5 separate regions of the Mus musculus genome follow, and regions 1, 2, 4 and 5 are each linked to region 3. Evidence: chromatin contacts called from public Hi-C and HiChIP or PLAC-seq data. All regions are on one chromosome and are shown on one strand. The core of a region is the stretch at or near the end of the contact, and the rest is flanking DNA. Distances in the headings are between cores, read along the strand shown. Region 1 has its middle 21 kb from the start of Ppp1r21. Region 2 holds the start of Foxn2 (forkhead box N2). Region 3 has its middle 8.2 kb from the start of Gm4832. Region 4 holds the start of Ppp1r21 (protein phosphatase 1, regulatory subunit 21). Region 5 overlaps Ppp1r21 (protein phosphatase 1, regulatory subunit 21).

Region 1 (4,212 bases), core at 276-2,775, 380 kb before region 3:
TCCACCGACGGCTGCCCGGTTTTCTCTATGAAGCAGCTACATCCAACGCTCTCTCCCAAACCCTGTGAGTTCAGGTTAAGGGTGCTTTGCGGACTCCCAGCAATTCTGTCTAAGCTTTAACTACAGTCATACATCCCCACACTTCTGACTCTCACTAAACTCTAAGGGACATAACGACTTGTTTGCTTTTTTGATACACACTCATTTGCCCAGCTAGCCTGGATCTCTAAGAAAATCTAAGGGTGACTTATAACTCCGGCCTCCCTGAGTGCTGGGATCATTATGCCAGGCAAGCACTGAACCCCCATAAAGCCATTTGAAAATTAAAAATATCCTCCACGTCTGTCATTTTCTCCCCTGAGACTGTGCAAACAGACCCCAAGGATCGCAGCGCTGGGATGTAAGAAAGTATTTGAGAACAAGAAACCTTCTGAAAGCCCCTCATCACTGAGGCACTGCCTCTGTGTACAAAACAGGCCTGGGGAGCAAGGGAGAGGAAGGCTTCGCAAAGACAGGAATGACAGCTGATGAGAGAGATTGGGAGGAGCACGACAAAGGATACTTTTTTTTTTTTCCCCTTTCTGGTGCTTTCTGTAGTCACGCCTTCAATCCCAGCACTGGGGAGGCAGAGACAGGTGGCTCTCTGTGAGTTCCAAGACAGCCTTGTTTACTTAGGGGGTGGGTTCTAGGTTAGCCCTATCCAGAAAGAGAGGAGAGAGAGGGAGGGAAGGAGAGAGAGAGAGAGAGAGAGAGAGAGAGAGAGAGAGAGAGAGAGAGAGAGAGAATATACCTGTCATGTTCAAAGCTGAGACTACAGAAGACCACCATCTTTTGTCCCACATTCTCCAAATCTCCTGATCCCTGCCCACTCCGGGCCATCCAAACGGTGCTATCACGAGGACTGTGATAATTAAATTCTGGCTGTCGGGCTGACGAGATGGCTCAGTGGGTAAGAGTACCCGACTGCTCTTCCAAAAGGTCTGGAGTTCAAATCCCAGCAACCACATGGTGGCTCACAACCATCCATAACGAAATCTGACGCCCTCTTCTGGGGTGTCTGAAGACAGCTACAGTGTACTTACATATAATAAATAAATAAATCTTTAAAAAATATATAATATAAAAAAAATTCTGGCTGTCATGTGCACTGGGCACTGAGGTAGGTACTGAAGAATTCATATACAGCCACAGTCGGGGCTGGGTAGTGAGTGAGACGCTCCCGTGGTGGAGAGAAGTGTAGAGCTTGGCAAGATTACAAAGGAGATGGGAACTGATCTGGTCCCCCAGTCAGTGGGTACATGAGTGGCTTACCGAGGGACACTGGGTTGAGCTATGGGACACAGCTGTACAGAGGACAGTCAAATACTTGACCTCCTGGAGGGGCATTCTAGTGATGCATGCTACACTAAGTCAGAATTTTGTTGGCAGTAGAAAGGGGAAGAGGTCAGGGGAGTTGGAGAGGGAGAAGTGACTCTTGAATGGTGACTCACAGATGAGAGGTGTAGGCGCCTGGGGGCGGGGCCCTGGGCATTGGGAGCAGAGGGTGTGCAGCACATTTGGGGAACAGCAAAGGGAGGGACTGGCGTGGCACAGGCAAGGAAGAGAGAGAAGCAGAAGGCATGGGCAGGCTTTCTGAACTGTTCCAAAGGGGGTAACTGTGGGAGTGGCCAGCTACTGGGAAACGCGGCTCTAAAAGAGAAATCAAAGCACTAGCTTGCAGCTTTGCTGATTCCACCAGGCACCGGTGTATGTAAAGGTGTAAAGTCTGAGCAGAGATCTAGGAGCGATCAGCTCCCAGCTTCAGCCGCTCAGGACGGCTAATGCTGACAGTGTCTGACTCCTGATACAGGGTCACACTTGCTGCAGTGCTGAGGGCAGAGCCTGCGGGGACTAAAGGAGACAGTAGGGTAGAAGCCCGGCTCCAGGGAAGTCTGGTAGTGGGGGAATAAGACAGTCTCAGAGGTGAGCGGTAGAGGAGGCCCCGAGGAGCTAGCAGGTTCTGGGCATGACTGAATACACCTGGATTTCTTGGCAGACTGATGGTGGAGTACAGAGGAGAACGATTCAGGGAGGCGCCAAGGTTAAAGGAAAGTTTTGGGGAGAGTACGAAGCTCTAGGAAGAAGAGAACACTGTGGAAAGTGGTGCTTGTAAGCTTGTAACCTATTGTGGAACAGGAAACAAAGAGATGCAGGTACCAAGGCAGCATTGGACAAACCAACAGACAGAACTAGACACAGGGCTCTGCGATAGGTGTGCTGCAGAGAGCGCTCAGGACTTGGGCCTGGGTCACAGAGATTCGTTAGTATAGGACTCTGAGCGAGAGCGCATGTACGCACTCGCATGAGAGAGAGAGAGAGAGAGAGAGAGAGAGAGAGAGAGAGATGTCTTTGAGGGCATGCCTGTTTCTGGAAGTATAAACTTTGTGGTGACTTCATTTATTACATGCTAGCTAGACGCCAAAAAAAAAGTTGCTGTTTTTATAGAGATCCCACAACATCCCTGTGAAAATTTTTGATAATATTTTTACACCTTATTTGCTTGCAAAATAAATTTTACAAATTCCCTTTCATTTTTAGCTTTTATGAGATTACAGTTCCGGTTATTTAGACTGAGCTATATACAATAAATGAGCTTTAAAAATGGAAATATAAACATCTATCTGCAGTTAAGTATTTGTGATGGATGACAATGTTCCTAGAACGACAGATGTAAGTCAAACGGTTTGGTTAACAGAAAAAATGATCGTTTGAGCATGATAAAGGAGATTTGGGCTGAGAGCAACATAATAGCAATAATAGCACTGAAAGTTACAAACACACTTTCTGCATGCTTCCACAATTTGTTCTTAAAAAAAAAAAAAAATCAGCCGGGCGTGTTGGTGCACGCCTTTAATCCCAGCACTCGGGAGGCAGAGGCAGGCAGATTTCTGAGTTTGAGGCCAACCTGGTCTACAGAGTGAGTTCCAGGACAGCCAGGGCTACATAGAGAAACCCTGTCTCGAAAAACCAATAAGTAAATAAATAAATAAAATAAAAATAAAAAAAGAAAATCATTTACAAAATGCCTCCATTGCTAAACAGGAAAGCAAAGGCTGGCCCGCAGTCAAATGGCTCCATCTCTTGCCTTTGTCCATCTACCACGCTGGGAAAGACTTACAGGAAGCCCGCCCCAGACCCAAGGCCAGGCAGGCAGGGCTCCTGGCAGGCCAGGAGGAAATCCTCTGCGAGCAGCTCCATCTGGCCACTGATGGTACACTTCTGTCATCCTGGCACTTGAGACACGGAGGCAAGACGATCAGGCGCTCCAGACCAGCTGGAGATATACAGGAAGATCTTGTCTCAAAAAACAGAAATGGGTCTCTGAGATGGCTGCGGGCAGGGTGGCCCTCGATGCCAAGCCTGGCCACCTTGGTTCGATCTCTGGGAGCCACATGGCAACAGGACAGAATCAAGTCCTATGTGTTGTCCTCTGTGGGAGCACAGCACTAAAGTGTTTGCACACACAGATTTCCCCAGAGAATCCAAGAATGTTAAGCACACAGCAGTCTTTCCAATGGGAAAGTGAGAATTGGAAGTGATCAATAGTCTTGTGATCCTCGTTATCTGTTGGGCCAGGCTATATCAACCAGGACTGCAATATCTAATTGTCTAAATGACCCTTGTAGCCAGAGGCTCCACCAAGTTCTTAATCCAGGACCAGACGTGGTTAATAGCCCAAATGGCCTCTATGCTATCTGTATGACTGAGTCCAGGCCAAAGCATATCTCAAGAAATCACCTTCTTGGAAGAAATGGTATGTGCCCTGAGTCGCGTTTTCATGTAATTATGTCTATTTGGGTGCACCAGGGATTGTATTATACCAGGAAACTTTTCCCCACCAAATTATACTGGGCTTAAATATGTTGGGAATAAACCACCCGATAGCAGACTTGGCTAACAAAGCTGAACGGAATTTCATTCTCTTCTCTTCTCCCTTTGCTTCTCTGCCTGACCCCTGCAGAGACACACACCCCCGCCGCCGCCGCCGCCCCCCCCCCCATCTGACTGCCACACACGTGCTATAGAATGCACGGGACACATACACAGGAATGTGGGGAGGTAAATAAATTTTAATTTAAAACTTTAAAAAATTAATAAGCAAGATGGTGGTGTACACACCTTTAACCCCAGCACTCAGGAGGCAGAGGCAGGTAGATCTCTGAGGCCAGCCTG
Region 2 (4,674 bases), core at 1,171-3,670, 310 kb before region 3:
AACAAAAACAACAAAAGGAAGCTGCAGAAGCAGGAGGGTCACGCCAACTTTGAAGCCAGCCTGGACCACAGAGTGAAAGCCTTCTCAAAACACACACACACACACACACACACACTTGCTGTTTGAGTATTACTTTTAAATTTCACTTTACTTTAAACTGTTTGCAGTGTTCCAGGCTTCCGGCTTTATGTAAATGTCTCTTCACTTCTCTTCAGTTCGTTTACTTTTCTTCCTCAACTATGAACTGTTCTCAGTGGTCAGTGCACACTCACTTTCCAGCCTATCTTCTTTCCTACAGAAAGCTTTACACCCTCTTCGATACCTTCATTAACTTCACTAGAACATTCAAAAGCCCAGTAAACGAAGTCCGAACCATTTCTCCAGAACTCTATAAATGTAAGGGGTTTCCTTCTTAATGGTTTAACAATAACGTAAAACTAAGTAATAACACAAACATGCCATAGAAACAAATTAAAATTGCCGATCAAAAAAATGACGCATGATCTAGACTGTAAAGACATTCTAAATCTTCACTCTCCAGTAGTTTATTTTTTTAACTTTAATCATTTTCTCTTTCACTTTTATATACTATAATTTCCACCTATGAATTCTGCTCAAATCTGACTACATACAAAACTAGTATTTATCCTTAAAAAGATAATTTCATTGCTAATCTGTGTAAAAAGAAACAAATGAGTTTTTTTCATAAGCCCGAAATAATGCCAGAATGTTATCATTTCAGATTCATTAGAATCGCTCGTTATTGGCTTTGAAATTAAAACGATTTTTCTAAAGAGTCGGGGAACTCTTTTTATAAAGACATTGCCCTGTCGCTCTTTGAAGATACCTAACACTGCTGAAATTTTAAGATGAATCATCAAAGTTGCAGCGAATGGCAAAAATGGCAATAGACACCTTACCAGAATTGCAAAGGAAAGCCATTCTACGATTCAGGTGAAACAACTAGATGTGATCGGTTCGGCTTTTTCCACTTCCTCTTATTAGAGCGCAGAAGCCAAGACTATACCATTACAAAGCCCCTGCTGCGAGAGAAGCCTCAAGCTCTCTGGCCGCTAGAGCACTCTATTGCACTCAGCCGGCCACGTGGCTGTCACAATCAGAAGACAGGAGAAAAGAGCACCAACTAACCTGGAAATAATTAACCGCTCACAGCGGAGTTGCAAGTAGGGGAAAAAAAAAAAAAGTCTGTCATTTCTCTGCACTTATGACTCCTCCCACCGCCACCCAAAAGGTGGAAAAAGGAAAGCTTTAAAGCAGAAACCAAGTGCAAGAAGATCTCGAGAGCGCGGCTTCCCAATGAAATTGCTACCCCCAACTCGCGTGAGGTGCGGCGGTGGGAACCCAGGCATTTTGCCGGAGGGCAGCCGGGGGCGGAGTTTGCAGTGCAAGACCGAGCACCGAGCACGTGGACTCCCTGCCCCTAACCTCCCCGGCTCGGCTTCGGGCTGCCGGGCACTGCACGCCGGCCGGCACCCAAGCTCAAGGCCGCGGACCACCGCGCACCCTCCCGGCCCGAGCGCCGGGCCGGAGGGCAGAAGTAACCTCGGCCCCGAAGGAGATGGCGAACAGGAAGTGCACATGTTGCAACGCCGAAACAGTCCAAGTCCCACCCCCACCCCACCCCACCCCACCCCCGGCCCGGGCCAGCCAGGCTTGGGGGCGCCTCCGGCCGCGAGAACCGGGCTGGGGTCGCCACCCCACATCGGGGCCCCGCGCCCGAAGTTTACGCGAGTCCTCCTGGGCACTACTTCTCCGGGCCCAGCCATCCCGCCCGGGCCGGGCCGGGCCCCGGACTGGGACTCCACGCCGCGCGCGTCCCGCTCGGATGGGAGCCGGAGCGGCGACGTGGCTGGCGCGGGCTCCCCGGGACTCTTAGAGCAGCAACTCCCGGGGTCGCAGGTTTCCGCCTGGGCGTCCTCTGCCCTCTGTGGCTCCGACTGCGCGACGCCCCCTCCGGTACGGTCATTACCTCGGGAGAAAACTCCTAACTCCTCACTCCCGGGGACCCGTGCTCGCCTCGGTTCCACACCCCCGGGGCAGCCCACGCTCTGCCGGAGCCGCGCGCCGGGTACACCCCCGCGCAGGGGCGCCAATTCTTCCCGGGACACAAAAATGTCCCGGCGCGTCACGGGACAGCCGCCTCCGCGCCCCCACGCCCAGCGCCGGCCGCACACGCTGCCTCCGCGCCGCGCCGCGCCGCGCGACCCCGGGGACTCACCGTCACTCAGCCGCCGCGAACCAGAGGCGAGGGCCGGGCCGGGCCAGACACAATATGGCAGAGCACCGCAGCTGCTCCCGTGGCTCCCAGCAGCCGCCTCCGGGACACCCAGGCGCGAGCAGGCAGTGGCAGCTGCGGTGGCGGCCGCCGCAGCACCACATCCCCCCCCCCCCCACCCCTCCCGCCTGCTCGCTTCCTCCCCTCCTCCCCGCCCCGCTGCCATGACAACGCGGCGCCAAGGCGCTTGGCCCCGCCCCTCCTTCCGTCCCGCCTCCCGCAGCCCGCCCTTGCCTCGTCCCGCCTCCTACCAGGGCGGCGGCCGCCCCTCCGAGCTGTCGTCCTGCAGGCGGGTGGGGGGGAAGGTGGCGTCCGGAAGGGTGGAGCGGGCTCGGAAGGCAAAGCGAGGGGACGCTGAGGTTTACGGAGCTGGGCGTGCAGGCGGGAAAATGAAAAGCCCTCGCCTGTCGCCCGGAAGGACCTATGGGAGGGCGACCGAGGCGCGGCGCGGCTGCTGAGTGGACGAGCTGGCGCGGGACGCGCGAGTGTCCGCCCGCGACGCGTGTGCTGGGGCTGCCGCGACGGCCCGAACAGCCCCTTGGCTTTGAAAGTGTGGGGACCGGGAAGCTTTCTTGAGAACAACGCTACCTTCTTCTGACTGAAGTGCCGTGGAAACTCTATGCAGAGCAGATTTTAGAGGGGAAATGGGGCTTTGGAATCAGATCCAAATTTTACTAAAGATTTTCTGAGACTCTGTCTCCCAAATTAAAAACCAGTAATAAAAGGCAACACAGCAACAACAAAAATGTACAGAGCTCTCACTAATTGCTGTGTACAGTAATAAGGACTTAATATGCATTGTACACGTATTGCCTACACTGTATTGCGGGTACAGTGCTGCTAGATAAAACGGGAGTGGCCAGTTAATTCTGAATTGCAGACAAATGTAGAATAATTTTTAATGTTAAGGACATTCCCTTCGGGGTATACTTTCTGGTTGCTTCATGTTTTAGTGAATCTGCCAACTCTACAATTTCAGGAATTCCCTTTACATAGAAGGAAACTGAAGCCTAGAAGTAGCCTATCAAACTGCCCTTGGCAGTGAAGGTTTATGTATCAGTACTGGGTAGGGTGAGGCTGGAGGAGTGCCAAGATTTAGAGGTCACCCTGGCCTTCATAAGAAGTTTCTGTCTCAGCTGCGCGGTGGTGGCGCGCGCCTTTCATCCCAGCACTCGGGAGGCAGAGGCAGGCGGATTTCTGAGTTCGAGGCCAGCCTGGTCTACAGAGTGAGTTCCAGGACAGCCAGGGCTACACAGAGAAACCCTGCCTCAGAAAAAAAAAAAAAAAAAAAAAAAAAAAGAAGTCTGTCTCAAAAGGAAAGCAGGGTATAGTGCCTCATTCCTGTAATCCTGGAACTTGGAAGGAGGACATAGGAGACTCAAATGTTTAAGGCCATCTACATAGGGAGAGAGAGAGAGAGAGGACTATTCCATTGAATTTCTAAAAGAAAACTATAGTTTGAGTTTACTGTTATCATTATGAACCTGGAAATTAAACCTTTCAATTTCTATACCCAGTTCTTTAAAAACCATGCTACTGATACCTGTTTCACACAGATATAAATGGATTAAGAGAAAGGGTCTCTAAAACGGAGACATTGCCCGTCTGCTTGCTCAACAAAGCTTCATTTGGTTCCTGATGAGGGGATGTTGACTATTCAATGTCTTTGCATATAAAATGACTGAAGCAGGCTATCTGCTCGCAGTAAAGTAGATGAGCTGTGAATATGGCAGAGATGCAGAGGAATTGTAGGCACCCCGATGTACAAGAACAAAGCCAGAAATATTTGATTCCCTCATTCCACAAACAACATTATTCGTATGATCCATGTAAGCTCGCCTACCAGTTCTATTTCATTTTGTTTTGTTTGTTTGTTTTCTTTTCAAAGTCCCGGAGAATCCCAGTTTTCTTCAGAGTACGAAATCTCAGGGCAAATGTAAGATGTGCTTCAGCGGAGGAGCAACATCTACTGCAAATCTCCTTACATAGCATCACTGTTGCCCCCCACTCATGTAGACAAATTAAAGAAGATACAGAAGAAAGAGCACGAGAAGGAAAGGAAGAGCAAGAAAAGTTGGCTTTTAAGAAACCAAGTTCAGCCAGGGGTGGTGCTCGCCTTGAATTCCAGCACGTGGGAGGCAGAGGCAGGCAGATCTCTGTGAGTTCAAACCCAGCCTGATCTACAGAGAGAGTCCCAGGACAGTCAGGGCTGCACAGAGAAACCCTGTCTCAAAACAAACAAACAAACAAACAATAACGACAAAAAGCAGCCACAACGTCAGTGTCTCAGCCAAGGTTATCTGCTAGCCTTTCACCTTCTGACAAAGATGGACTAATATTGCTAGTACAGTATTTGAAATACAGAATGAACTTATATT
Region 3 (4,130 bases), core at 1,532-4,031:
TGTACTGGTGTTTTTTGTATATCAATTTGACACAAACTGGGTAATCAGAGAGAAAGGAGCTTCAGTTGGGGAAATGCCTCCATGAGATCCAGCTGTGGGGCATTTTCTCAGTGATCAAGGTGGGAAGGCCCATTGTGGATGGTGCCATCCCTGGGCTGGTAGTCTTGGTTCTATAAGAGAGCAAGCTGAGCAAGCAGGGGAAGCAAGTCAGTAAGGAACATCCCTCCATGGCCTCTGCATCAGCTCCTGCTTCCTGACCTGCTTGAGTTCCAGTCCTGACTTCCTTTGGTAATGAACAGCAATGTGGAAGTGTAAGCTGAATAAACCCTTTCCTCCCCAACTTGTTTCTTGGTCATGATGTTTGTGTAGGAATAGAAACCCTGACTAAGACAATAATGTATATTGTACGGCTGGTGAGATGGCTCAGTGGGTAAGAGCACAGACTGCTCTACCAAAGGTCCTGGGTTCAAATCCCAGCAACCACATGGTGGCTCACAACCACCTGTAATGAGATCCGATGCCCTCTTCTGGTGTGTCTGAAGTCAGGTACAGTGTACTTGTGTATATTAATAAATAAATCTGAAGAAATAAAAAAGAATGTTGTTAGTGTGTGCTTCCCAGAGGAGCACACTGAGAAGTAGAGGAAAAGCATAAAAAAAAATGTATATTGTAATGCTTATATATTACATATATGCCTTGCATTATGCATTTGGGAAAGGGGGCATTGCCACAGTGTATTTGTGTGGAGGTCAGAGGACAACTTGTGGCAGTTGGTTCTCTCCTTGTGCTATGTGGGTACTGGGGACTGAGCTCAGGAGGTCAGCTTTGGCAGCAAGCACCTTGACACACTAAGCTATCTTATCAGCCCATTTTATTGGTCTTTTAAAACAGATGTTTCTATGTGGTGCAGGCTGGCCTTGAACTCACCATCCTCCTGCCCTTATTTCCTGATGGACCATCTTGCCTGCCTCTCCATAGTAGGATTCTCTTATGGCTTCTTGCTGCAAGGGTTGGGTTAGTAGTTACTAGTCAGTAGTTACTGTGGTTAGAAGTGTCCCCCAGGGGACCATGTGATGACTCAGTTGTTAGCGTCTAGTACCTCTGGGGGTGGTGGGACCTTAAGAGGAGGCACCCAAGAGAAGGAAGTTGGGTCACAAGCCTTGAAGGACTATTGAGATCCTAGCTCCTCTCTCTCACTCTTTGCTCTCTGCCATGAGGTGAGCAGTATTGATCGACTGACTGCCTTCTGTCATGATGTCAGCCTCCCCAGAAGCCCAAACCAACTAACTAACCAGGGACAAAAACTCCTGACATCATGAGTCCAAATAAACCTTTCTCTCTACAAGCTGTTAACTCTGGTATTTTGTTATAGTAACAGAACACTGAATAACAGGTAAGGCTTTACCCCTACTTGGGAAAAGTACAACAAAAGCCTTCCCTAATTCCTAGAATTTACAAACTACATATTTGTAGCCCTATCACGAAGAAGGAAAACAGCTCAGTTTTATAATTACTAAAGAGTAACGAGTTCTGTCCATTTTTTATTATTATAAAAAAATCAACAAGTAGTCTTGTTACTGCCAACCCCCTTGCAAGGTACCGAATAAATCTGTTTTCTGAAACAAACAAAACCTGAGATTTTGTCACCCAGAGGAAAACCTCTGCTGACATTTTTCTGTGTATCTGTCCGGATCTAACTTACATGGTTTCTAAGGTATCCTTTTGTGTGAATATACTTATATATAAATAATTTCATTCTCCATTTAGAGAGATTCCTGCTCCAAAAATGCTGGGGTAAAACCAGGCATGATAACACACATATGTCATCCTAGCGCTTGGAAGATGAAGGTGAGATGCTCAGAAGTTAAAGATCATCCTCAGCTACTGTCAAGTTCAAGGCCAGCCTGGGTTACCTGTCAAGTTCAAGGCCAGCCTGGGTTACCTGTCAAGTTCAAGGCCAGCCTGGGTTATCTGTCAAGTTCAAGGCCAGCCTGGGTTACCTGTCAAGTCCAAGGCCAGCCTGGGTTACCTGTCAAGTTCAAGGCCAGCCTGGGTTACCTGTCAAGTTCAAGGCCAGCCTGGGTTACCTGTCAAGTTCAAGACCAGCCTGTGCTATATTAAGACCACGGTGTTGTGTTGTGTTTTGCTTTGTTTGCTTTTAATACTAAGATTAACATTCTTGTTTTGGTTTGTTTTAGTCTGTTTTTTAAAGACAGGGTTTCTCAGTGTATTCCCTGCTGTCCTAGAACTCACTCTGTAGACCAGGCTGGCCTTGAACTCAGAGATCTGCCTACCTCTGATTCCTGAGTACTGAGATTACAGGAGTGTGCCACCATTACTAGCCAGCGTTCTTATACATACATCTTTATTCAGTGGTTCAAGAGATCCCAAGAGGAATTTCTAGTCTTAAGGTTTGACAGCACTAGTTTTCTGCCCTCTAGGCAGCCCATGGTCATTTCTCCTTCCAATGGCACCATGTGACAAGGACGAAGTTACCACAGTCTGATACGGCTGTCAGCATTCTCTCAGTCCTGGGAAATCGAGCCGCTGACATGTGCATGCAATGCCTCCTGCAGCGCCCAGCTTGTATTTCTGCACCTGCATCCTGAGCTCCTGCTTCCTTCATCTGCTTCTGAGGGGAGAGGACTGCATCAGTGGGGCCTGTGTCTCCTGGCTGCCAGACCACAACTGAGAAAATGCGGAGAGCCGCGCTTCTCTCCACACTCTGCCGTCCTCGTGAGCTGGCTTCCCATTACAACACCAACCATCCAGCTCTGGGAGGAACTCGCCCAAACTCTCTGTCTCAACAGGCATCGCAAAGCAGCACGCTGTTCTCCACGCTGCTCTGTGAAACCAAGCCTTCTTGGACCCCATTTCTGCAAGTGGTGCTTGGTTTCGTTGTTATTTGTTTTAGTGGTGTGGACTTTGTCAAGCAGACCTCGCTTGGTAACTGAAGATTCTGGATTCCTCTCCGTAATGATTTTGAGGAGACAGCAATTTCCTCACCATGGGTGACTCACTATGTTTTCTGTCCTGAACGTTCTGATTGGGCTCTTTTCATCTTGGCTGCTGGAGGATCATTGTCATCACGAGTGACCCGGGAAATTCATGACTAAGTGTCTAGTTTGGAGGAAACAAATGGTCACGGATGTCCTTTACCCTAGGAAGACAATAGTACAAAAGGCAGAAATTGGCACCAGTAGCCGAAGTGTACAAAACTCCGGCAGATGTCGTCTTCACGTCCGGACCAGAACTAAGTTTGATGATGATGATTTGTGATGCCTTAGATTATGGAAAGAAGAGTGAGCCCAAACACACACGTAAGCCCTCAAGAAGGAATGCAGGGACGCAATGACAGGGGACTGCAAAGGTGACCTGGGCTGGCGAACACGTGCTGGAGGCTGGACAACAGCAGAAGGAATACCGGTGACTTATCTGCCTCAGTGGGGCAAATTTCTAACACAGGGACTAATAAACTGTAAAAAAGCTTCCTTTAACATTTTAGTCGGGATACTTTTCCCAACAAACTTAAATACCTAACCTCCTTATGCTTTGGACCAATCTTCCCTTCCCAGTGCCAACCCCTGGCAGAACATAATGCCCTGAAGTCATGAGGTTGGGAAATCTTGCCTGCTAGGTCTGAGGTTGCATGCATTCCTGGTGTGAAGAAAGCAGAGTACGTGGCTCTCAGCTGCACTGTAAGAGCCTGTTGTCTTCAGGGTTCCCCCTGACCAAGTCTTCCGAATAACCCATGACACTCCTGGCCAATTACAGTTCAAGAAATGCACACTTTACTCCCTATAAAGAGGGTGCAGCGCAGAAGGAATGCCTTGCAGAAGGGGCGCAGAAGGCTATGGATTTTTGCTAGTCATCGTTCAAGTTGATAAAAGACAATGAGCTTTCCCAGAAGGTGAGATTTAATGTAGCCGTTACCCAGCACGTGGTGATTACACAAGACATTAAACAAGAGACCCTGCTCACATGAGCGGCAGCAACTTTTTTTTTTTTTAAGTTGTATATTGTAGACTCCAGGGAGTACTTTTTAAAAAAGATTTATTTATTTATTTTATGTATATGAGTACATGTAGCTGTACTGATGGTTGTAAGCCATCATGTGGTTGCTGGGAATT
Region 4 (4,302 bases), core at 1,586-4,085, 400 kb before region 3:
TTAGTTACCAAGTCCTGAAGAGACCTGAGGACAAACAGTTTATACCCTGTTCATATCTTTCCTGAGCCCAGTGGTATGAAGGAAGCAGGCTCTCAAAACCGGTAAGCTAAAAAAAACGTATTGTTAAACCAAAACTCCTGAACTCTCCTCTCCACTCCAGATACCAACTTTACTTACTTAAGCCTACATTTTCTTCCCAGTGTAGTCCAACAACCGAACATCTCTATTCCAGCCTATCTACCATATGGTTACCAATTTCCTTCCAAAGAGTAATGTTACTCCCTCAGTAAAAGAGACCTTTGGAAGCTGACAAGATGGTTCAACCATTAATGGCACTTGTCACCAATCCTGATGATTTCAGTACAGTTCCTGGAATCTACATGGTGGAGGAGAAGAAGAAAAGAAGAAGAGGAGAAAGAGGAGGAGGAGGAAGAGGAGGAGGAGGAAGAAGAAGGAGAAGGAGAAGAAGGAGAAGAAGGAGGGAAGGAAGGAAGGAAGGAAGGAAGGAAGGAGAAGGAGGAGGAGGAGGAGGAGGAGGAGGAGGAGGAGGAGGAGAAGAAGAAGAAGAAGAAGAAGAAGAAGAAGAAGAAGAAGAAGAAGAAGAAGATGATGATGATGATCAACCCCGAAGAAGAAGAAGAAGAAGAAGAAGAAGAAGAAGAAGAAGAAGAAGAAGAAGAAGAAGAAGATCAACCCCCAAAAGCTGTCTCCTCCTCCTCGCCATCACCATCACCCCACCCCACCCCACCCACACACACACACACACACACACACACACACACACAGACACAGACAGAGACACACACACACACACACACACACACACACTAATAAATAGATGGATAGATAGACGGATGGACGGACAGACGGGTGGATGGACAGATGGATGGTTGGGTTTCTTTGACCTTCCCATTGCACACATCTTATCTGAAATCCACAGCCCTCATGATCTAGCCCACTCTCCCTTCACCACACTCTGCCTGCCATGTATCTTAAGATGTTTTCAGGACAGCCAGCATAGGCTAACCGAGTTACATGGAAAGCTACCACTCTCTTCATCCCCTTCCCTACTCCCTAGTGTAAGGAACTCCCCCTTCCCCAGTGACCTCTCCTCTGAGCTGCGCTGACCATCACTTGCTACACTGTATCATAATTGCAGGCCACGCTAATTTAAGGGTCTATTAAAGGTGATTGTGCAGCTTGAACTCCGGCTTTCTCAACTGAGCCTGGCACACTGCTTGCGGGGTGCACATATAACATGAGTTTGTTGAACACATTAACATACCCAAAAGAATAAAACCTTTCCATGCCTTTCATTACTTTAGGAGGTGATATAATTATTCCCGCAACACGGCCACTGCTCTGAGCCCTTCTGGAACTCTACTCACTGGCCATTTGGAACCAAACTTTCAAAGTTATTTACCCTCCAGAGATGGAAATCGGGCCCCTTACTTTATATGCATGAAACATTTTCAACCAAAAATAGTAGTGGCAAATTTGGGCACTGCCATCCTCCACCCACCCTCCTTCGTTATATGGAACTGTTCCAAACAAGGGAATCCTCCCCCAAAAGACAATGCACTATCTCAGGCGCTGAGCCACAGAAGTCTACGAGGATTTCAGACGGAACTACAAAGGGAGTGGACAAGGTGAGTGATAAGCTGAATGCCATCAAGGCTCCCATCTGATGCTGAGGACTTAAGGGTGCACGCTTAGGTGCCAGTATCATTTCTTTATATTTCACTTTACCTTCCCAAATACAAGCTTAATAAAATCATAAAGGGGGATGTCGTACACTTGGGTTTTTTTTTTTTTCAAATTAGAAAAAGGGCGAAATCTTTTCATTGCTTCTGTGAATGCCAAGATAATTGGAAATTAAACACGACTACCGAATCCTTTTCAAAGGCGTGAGATTCTGCTTTAATAACTTCATTAGAATATTCTTCAGGCAGAAAACCCTACCCAGAAACTGCACCACCCTTGTCCAAGAAAAAGGTTTCACCATTTGAAAGACTGACACTTCAGAAGGCCGGGTCCCTGTTTTGCATAATTCTGTATTTAAGGAGAACCTGCGGTGTGCACTGCCCCATTCCACGGAAGGAAGGTGCAAGAGAAAAAGACATCAGCCCCACCACCCAAGCTGTCAAAATCAGTGGCGACAACATCTGTATTCCAAAGCACCCATCCCAATGAGGCCGTTTACGCTCCCAAACTGATGTGGTGGCAAATAAGTCGTTTTAACTTTAAAAGCATCTCCTCGCGAAAAGGAGATGGTGATTTCCCCATCATCGGGCGAACTGAGAAAGCAGAGAGCATAGGGTGGTCCCTCATTCCTCCCTTCCCCTCAGGCTAGCACCAAGAGCTGTGCCTTGGATTTCTGTCATTCCATTTCTAAGCCTGCTGGTCCAGCGAGAAGGAAGACTCAAACTCCAGCTCCTTTCTGCAGAGACGCACACGGACCCAGACACCGCCCGGCCCTATCTCCATGGAGCTGCAGGTGGAGGCATCGTAATGGTGGAAGCAGGAGGTGGAGAGGAGAGGAGGAGCCCTCTGCATCCCCCCCACCATCCCAAATCGCTGCCACGGCCAGCTGAGGCCTCCGGGCCAGAAACCCCTGTCTCCCCCACCCACGATGGGTACCTTCGAGTACTCCTGAGCCAGCTTCTGGTACTTCCCCTGCAACTCTGCGGAGGCCATGGCCTCCCCCGCCCCGTCCAGGCCTGGCCGCCCGGGCTGCCGAGCCCCGCCCCCCGCCCCCAACCCCACACTTGCTCCTCCCGGGCAGGGCTCAGCCAGCTTCTGCAGCACCGCCGCCGCCGCCGCGCCTCCTCCTCCTCCACTTCCGGGTTTCCAGGCGGGAGGGAGGAGGAGCGGGACCAGAGGCGGGGCGACCACCGGGGGCGGGGCGACGTCTTGACATCACCGCCCCGCCCTCTGGTGCTCCGGTTCGCGCATGTGCGGCCCGACGGACCCGCCTGTGCGGTGCTTTTGCCCCTCCTGAGACCCTAGACGCCATGTTGGAAGAGGCGGGAAGATGGCGACCCGTTTCCGGGCGAGCCAGAATCAAGCGGGAGGAGAATGAGTGCCTACGGAATGGATGGAACACCGAAGGGAGAGACAGAGGATGCAAGGAGAAGCATTCTAAGAACATCAAGAATTCTGGCTACCCAGTCCCCTAGTCGCCATAGCAACCGCCTAGCGTCAGTCGCTTGCTTCTTGGAAGCTTGTTTTCCGCCTTCTCATTCATTATCTGGATACCCAGACTTGTGCTACACTGTAAACCGTCCAACCTAGCACATATTTATACCGTTTGCCCTTCTCCCCTTCTCAGATCAGAAAACCTTCATTGTCTTCTGTGTTTTGTCATTGACCTTTCTCTACTCAAATGCCACATGCCCGCCCCTGACCCTTATTCATCTATCAGAACATTTTAAGCCGTAAAAGAACATACAGTTTCTGAAAATTTCTACCACGCATTGAGATGTAAAGACCATTAATGTTTTGTTTTGTTTTTAAAAAAAAAACGGCTAGACTAGATATCTTGAGATACCTTATGATGAAAAACTGCTCCTTTTCATTTAAAATATTTTTGACAGTTCTGTTGAGGATTAATGTAGGTATAGCATTGAAGTATTTCTTGTTAGAATAATATGAATGAAGAAAGATATGTGTTTCTTGAGACATAATATGACAGTTGAAACTAATGAACTACATTTGTACACAAACACATACATATGAACATTATGCTAAATAAGTCAATTGCACTGGGTGCAGCTGTATAAACCTTTAATCTCAGTACTTAGAAGGCAGACAGGCAAATGGATCTCTACTGGTTTACATATTAAGTTTCAGGCCAGCCAGTGAAACTCTGTCTTTAAAAAAAAAATAGTGAATTGTAATATACTATAAATAATCTTAAAAATTATGAAGTGGAAGTAGCCAGACATGTTTAGTCATACCAGCAGTCCTAGCATTTGGGAGGCTGAGGCATGAGGAAGTCAAGTTTGAGAGCAGTCTGGACTACACACACACAGTATGTACTGTGTGTGTGTGTGTGTGTGTGTGTGTATAATCTCCATAATATGTGAAGTAACATTATTCCGATTTTTATTTTATTTAATGTATATGAGTACACTGTAGCTGTACAGATGGTTGTGAGCCTTCTTGTGGTTGTTGCAAATTGAATTTTTAGGACCTCTGCTCACTCCAGCTGGCCTGGCTCACTCAGTCCCTGCTTGCTCAGGCCCAAAGATTTATTTATTATTATATGTAAGTACACTGTAGCTGACTTCAGAAGCACCA
Region 5 (4,010 bases), core at 893-3,392, 420 kb before region 3:
AAGCGTCACTTTGTCAGTCCCCTAACATCTACCTCTGAGTCCTTGTGCTAGCAACTGAGTAGACATAGAAGTCCTTCCCTCAAACATTACTAGCCCTCTCAAAGTCACAAGATCCAGTCAGCAGGCTCAGCTGCCTTTCCAGTCAATTGTCTCTGAACTCCCCAACAGCTGGGTGCAGCAATGACCAACATCACCGGCTGGAAACACTTCCCGTCAGGAAAATCTGTGCTGTTTCCCTGACCTTCCTCTGCCTCCACCCCTCACTCTCCAAGGGCCCTGCACAGGCCCCTCACACTGTGTGTCCTTGTTCCCAGGCCCACACAGTGCTCATCGGGGCCAGCAGGACCAGCATGCTTCACTCCTGAGCTATGTGAAACAGTCGACAAAGTTAAACCCTTCCATCGCCCGGACGGAGCCCAGGTGCACCTCACTATTCACATCCTGCTCCCCATCTCCAGTAACAGCTTAGACCACAGACACCTCCCAGAGGCCAGAGGTCAAAGGTGCAGCTGGCATGTTACAGTGCTATTATGGGTGGAAGGAACGTTCTGGTGAGATCCCATGCAGAAAATTACATCACTGAAAAAGTGCTTTACAGAGGGATATGGGACCCCAGCCCCTTCCTCTCTCTGCCTCCCTGTTGCCCTTTCCTGCCACCACCATGATGCTCTGCCTTACCACAGGCCCTACAGCGGCACATCTGAACCACCAACAGACACCCCTGAGGCCGAGCCCAAATAAACCTTCCCTCTTTTTCACTGACAACTTCAAGCTCCCCATCTGCATTTACTTCTGTCTGCACTCCCCGTGCTCTGCCCCTCCCCCTCCCCTGCCTCCCCTAACCACTCTCCTCTTCCACAAGATCCTGTCCCTCCCTGCTCACTCAGGCCCACATTTCCATGTCGGCTGACAGAAGCCCTCCCCCCTCCCACTCTATGCTCCAGACTAACCGTGTAGGTGCAGAAATCCCAGGACAGGGGCTCAAACAACTCTCCTTGCACCTCAAAGCCGTGTAAATAAGTAAATAAGTCCTAAGTCCTTACCCTAGAACTGACTGGCCATTGTCCCTCACATCCCCTGACCGGAGCCTACTGCCACAGTTAACTACCGTTCCTCAGACATCACGGTAGTTTGCATCCCATATATTACACTCTCTGAAATTCCCTGCTTCTCTTCCCTTGGTTCTTTCCTGCCTCCTCAAAAACAAACAAACAAACAAACAAAACAAAAACTGGCTCTTGCATGCAAGTCTGGATACTTCCTCTGAGAAGGTTGCTCCAATCACCCACAAGACTGAGGGCGCCTTCCCTTCCCTCGAGACTCCAAATGGTTCTGTACAGCAGAGTCGAATCTAAGCATCTAAAGACAACCAACCCACAGATGGTGTGACAATAGTCTAAAACTGGACGACAAGTAATTATTGGAAACGGAAGGATACGTGCATATGATCCAAAAGTTGCAATACCCTCTCATTAACTGACACAGAGAGTATTGAGGAAATGACCTACAGGGCTTCCCAGCACAGCCGAGGTGCACTGCCATCGCTCACCTTAATGTAGAAGCTGGTAACAGCACTGTTGTCAAGGGGAAATTTAGGCTGCTGATACAGAAATGGCCTATGCTGATTTAATTATGTGCTTGTGTGTCTAGCCTCCATAAACAATTAGTCACAAAAACAATTACAATACACATCTGTGTAGCACGTGCATGCTCACAGCATCAGATCCCCGGAACTGGCATTATACAGTTGTGAGCTACTGTGAGCATGGTGGTCACAGAGCCCAGGGCCTCTGAAAGAGTACTTGGTGCTCTTGTGTCCAGCCCTCTCTCCAGCCCCTGAACACTGATGTCAGTGCCTTCAAAGCACTGTTTTATCTTCCCTTTCCTCTTTTTTGTTCCCTCTGGGCTTTTCTAAGAAAAATTTAAGGGAACTGAAAATTGAATTTCAAACATAGCTATAGAAAAAGGAAGCAAGTATTAACTTGACTAGAGGCTTCACATTTAAAGTTTCTTTTAAATGTTTTTATTTTTCTAATTTTTAAAAACTCATTTATTTACTGGAGCAGGTGAGAGCAAGCCCTGACTGCCACGGAGATGGAGTCAAAGGACAGCTTTGCTGAGTCAGTGCTCTCATCCTGCCATGTGGGTTCTGGGGACTGAACTCGGGTGTCAGACTTGGCAGCAAGCACCTCTGCCGCTGAGCCTTCCCACTGGCTTCCCAAACAAATATTTTCTTTGCTTTCAAGAGTTTCACTTCATTCTTACCTAAAGGCTAAATATCTAAATAACGGCACATGAGTGCTCTTCCAGAGCACTGTTTAAGTTCTCGTTTGTCACTTCAGGATGTGGAAGCTACGAGGTCATCCCCAGGAATGGGAGGAAACAGAAGCTAGGCTTTGCAACAGCTTCCTGTCACTGGGGACTCCCCAGAGGCAGAAGCTAACAGGCCAAAAAGACACATCTCACTGTGGGCATTCGTACATACCCCCCAAACCCACTGAACAATTTCTCTCATGCAAATGTCCAACCACTTCATATGCAGGTAGGTTTCACCTTGGGATATGGGAAATGCAGTTAAAAGCACGCACTGGCCATCTCCCAAGAACACTGGCTTTGGAGCACTCCAGAGATAATTTAAGAAAGAGCCACAGCTGATCAGGAGAGCCAGGCAGAGCCCTCCACTGGGTCAATCTGGGTGTTTGTTTATTTGTTTGTTTAGCTGAGAAGATTAGAAATTATCTTAATTTATTGGCTACCACAGATAGACTCAAAGATACAAATAACAGAAACTTACGTTTATGTAATACCTACTTGTATCATTAAAAGGGACTTTTTCATTGATGATTGATAAGGATTCCTCTAATCTACCTGACAAATCTTCATGAAGATTCTTTAACTGTAATTGACTGGAAGAAAAAAGAACCCACAAAACCACATTATTACCAATCAGTGAATCGTCAATTGCTTGTTACCCCAAGAGCTGGCAACGAGCTTTCAGACAGCTGAGCCAACATCTGGGACACTCTGCTGAGAGCTGTTCAAAGGTGATGGCGGCACCAGCCCCATGCAAAGCCGCAGGGACTTCTGGGATCTGCCACGGCTCCAGTCTCTTGCACAGCCTGAGTCATAGATTTACTCTCTGCTACCCCTGTGCATTCAGCTATCCCTGCACAGTTTTTAAGTATTATACCAATTTATTTTTTGAGTTCAAAGGCTGATGATTTCTGTTTCATTGAGCACAGATAAATACCAAGAAGAAAAAGAAATAAAAAAACATTAAGACTATGAATGTCTTTAGTACATTGCTTTGCAATGCTCTGAGGTTTAGAAACCTCTCAATTAGATCCTATAACTTCAATTTTATTCAAAATATACCATAAAGAAGTTGGCATTGCTTTGTCGGGTTTCCTGCTGAGGAATATTAGGCAGTCCCTGTCCCAGGAGAGTCAGAAACACAAATACCCAGTCCAGTCCAGGAGGCCTGAGAGTAAGACTTCCCAGACCTTCTGCAGAGGCCAAGCAGACACTACTTTGTCAGATGCTGCGGCCCCACCCCACAGTGACCTGCTCCAGTCTTATCAACTCAGAGACAGAAAAAAAAAAAAAAGAGAGAGCTAAAGAGAGCCTGGGCTGCGTCTGATCTCAGGGCGGGCGGCTTAGAGCTCATGCTCCCACATTGTTCCCTTAGAGCCCGTGTTCCCACATTGTCCCCACACACCATTCTTCTGTTCGCAGTCGACATTCCTTGGCCTCCTTTTCTAGAGTCTGAGATTTTACCTGAATTTGGGGGGGAAAAAAAGAAAAGAAAAGTTGACAGTTCAGCCTAGGGGCTGAGCTCCCACACAGCACCTCAAAGCTCAGAGGAGCCGGGGCTAGATCTTGACACGTCACCCCGCGCAGCGGGCTTACTTCTAGCTTTGCCTTGTCGCTCTGGAGTTTCTCAATGGTCTCCATGTACTTCCGGGTCAGGCCGTCGATCACAGCTTGGTGCTGAGCAGCTTCTGTTTCAA

What was found. A called contact is a pair of places that touch in the nucleus more often than the background predicts. HiChIP or PLAC-seq counts read pairs in DNA pulled down with a chosen protein or histone mark.
Region 1: an H3K4me3 HiChIP or PLAC-seq map of bone marrow-derived macrophages shows a contact between it and region 3, with 5 times the contacts expected there. The contact joins two enhancer-like sites. A contact is called at or near these places in 1 of 15 datasets of contacts at CTCF or cohesin (embryonic stem cells), 9 of 484 Hi-C or Micro-C datasets (the C10 cell line, the G1E-ER4 cell line, bone marrow-derived DN2 thymocytes and 6 more), 4 of 115 datasets of contacts at active chromatin or transcription factors (bone marrow-derived macrophages, embryonic stem cells and microglia) and 1 of 9 other capture datasets (embryonic stem cells).
Region 2: a contact with region 3 is called in a Hi-C map of muscle stem cells, with 2.6 times the contacts expected there. The contact joins the promoter of Foxn2 here to the enhancer-like site in region 3. A contact is called at or near these places in 9 of 39 promoter capture datasets (the 3T3-L1 cell line, 3T3-L1-derived adipocytes, the C10 cell line and 4 more), 7 of 484 Hi-C or Micro-C datasets (B cells, the C10 cell line, the HPC-7 cell line and 3 more), 5 of 115 datasets of contacts at active chromatin or transcription factors (the 230-238 cell line, bone marrow-derived dendritic cells, bone marrow-derived macrophages and 1 more) and 2 of 9 other capture datasets (adipose tissue and macrophages).
Region 4: a contact with region 3 is called in an H3K4me3 HiChIP or PLAC-seq map of bone marrow-derived macrophages, with 4 times the contacts expected there. The contact joins the promoter of Ppp1r21 here to the enhancer-like site in region 3. A contact is called at or near these places in 13 of 39 promoter capture datasets (the 3T3-L1 cell line, 3T3-L1-derived adipocytes, the C10 cell line and 7 more), 4 of 484 Hi-C or Micro-C datasets (CD4 T cells, LSK cells, bone marrow-derived macrophages and 1 more) and 3 of 115 datasets of contacts at active chromatin or transcription factors (bone marrow-derived macrophages, large pre-B cells and memory CD8 T cells).
Region 5: an H3K4me3 HiChIP or PLAC-seq map of bone marrow-derived macrophages shows a contact between it and region 3, with 7 times the contacts expected there. The contact joins two enhancer-like sites.

The regions. Positions count from the first base shown.
Region 1 is chr17:88,506,589-88,510,800 of GRCm38.p6, reverse strand. No RefSeq gene overlaps it. Among named protein-coding and RNA genes, the nearest start is that of Ppp1r21, 21 kb to the left of the region's middle. Within about 2 kb of position 1,525, at least 115 of the 459 cell types and tissues checked have an H3K27ac peak or open chromatin away from gene starts, as enhancers often do. A contact at or near this core is called in bone marrow-derived macrophages, where this site is marked.
Region 2 is chr17:88,438,450-88,443,123 of GRCm38.p6, reverse strand. Foxn2 (forkhead box N2) reads right to left here and starts at 2,420. Exons shown (of 6, transcript NM_180974.5): 1 at 2,240-2,420.
Region 3 is chr17:88,131,697-88,135,826 of GRCm38.p6, reverse strand. No RefSeq gene overlaps it. Among named protein-coding and RNA genes, the nearest start is that of Gm4832, 8.2 kb to the right of the region's middle. Within about 2 kb of position 2,781, at least 103 of the 459 cell types and tissues checked have an H3K27ac peak or open chromatin away from gene starts, as enhancers often do. A contact at or near this core is called in 3T3-L1-derived adipocytes, adipose tissue, bone marrow-derived macrophages and 4 more, where this site is marked.
Region 4 is chr17:88,528,657-88,532,958 of GRCm38.p6, reverse strand. Ppp1r21 (protein phosphatase 1, regulatory subunit 21) reads right to left here and starts at 2,835. Exons shown (of 22, transcript NM_028658.4): 1 at 2,641-2,835. The coding sequence starts at 2,697.
Region 5 is chr17:88,549,558-88,553,567 of GRCm38.p6, reverse strand. Ppp1r21 (protein phosphatase 1, regulatory subunit 21) reads right to left here. Exons shown (of 22, transcript NM_028658.4): 5 at 3,910-4,010; 6 at 3,719-3,777; 7 at 2,812-2,906. Among named protein-coding and RNA genes, the nearest start is that of Ppp1r21, 21 kb to the right of the region's middle. Within about 2 kb of position 2,142, at least 109 of the 459 cell types and tissues checked have an H3K27ac peak or open chromatin away from gene starts, as enhancers often do. A contact at or near this core is called in bone marrow-derived macrophages, where this site is marked.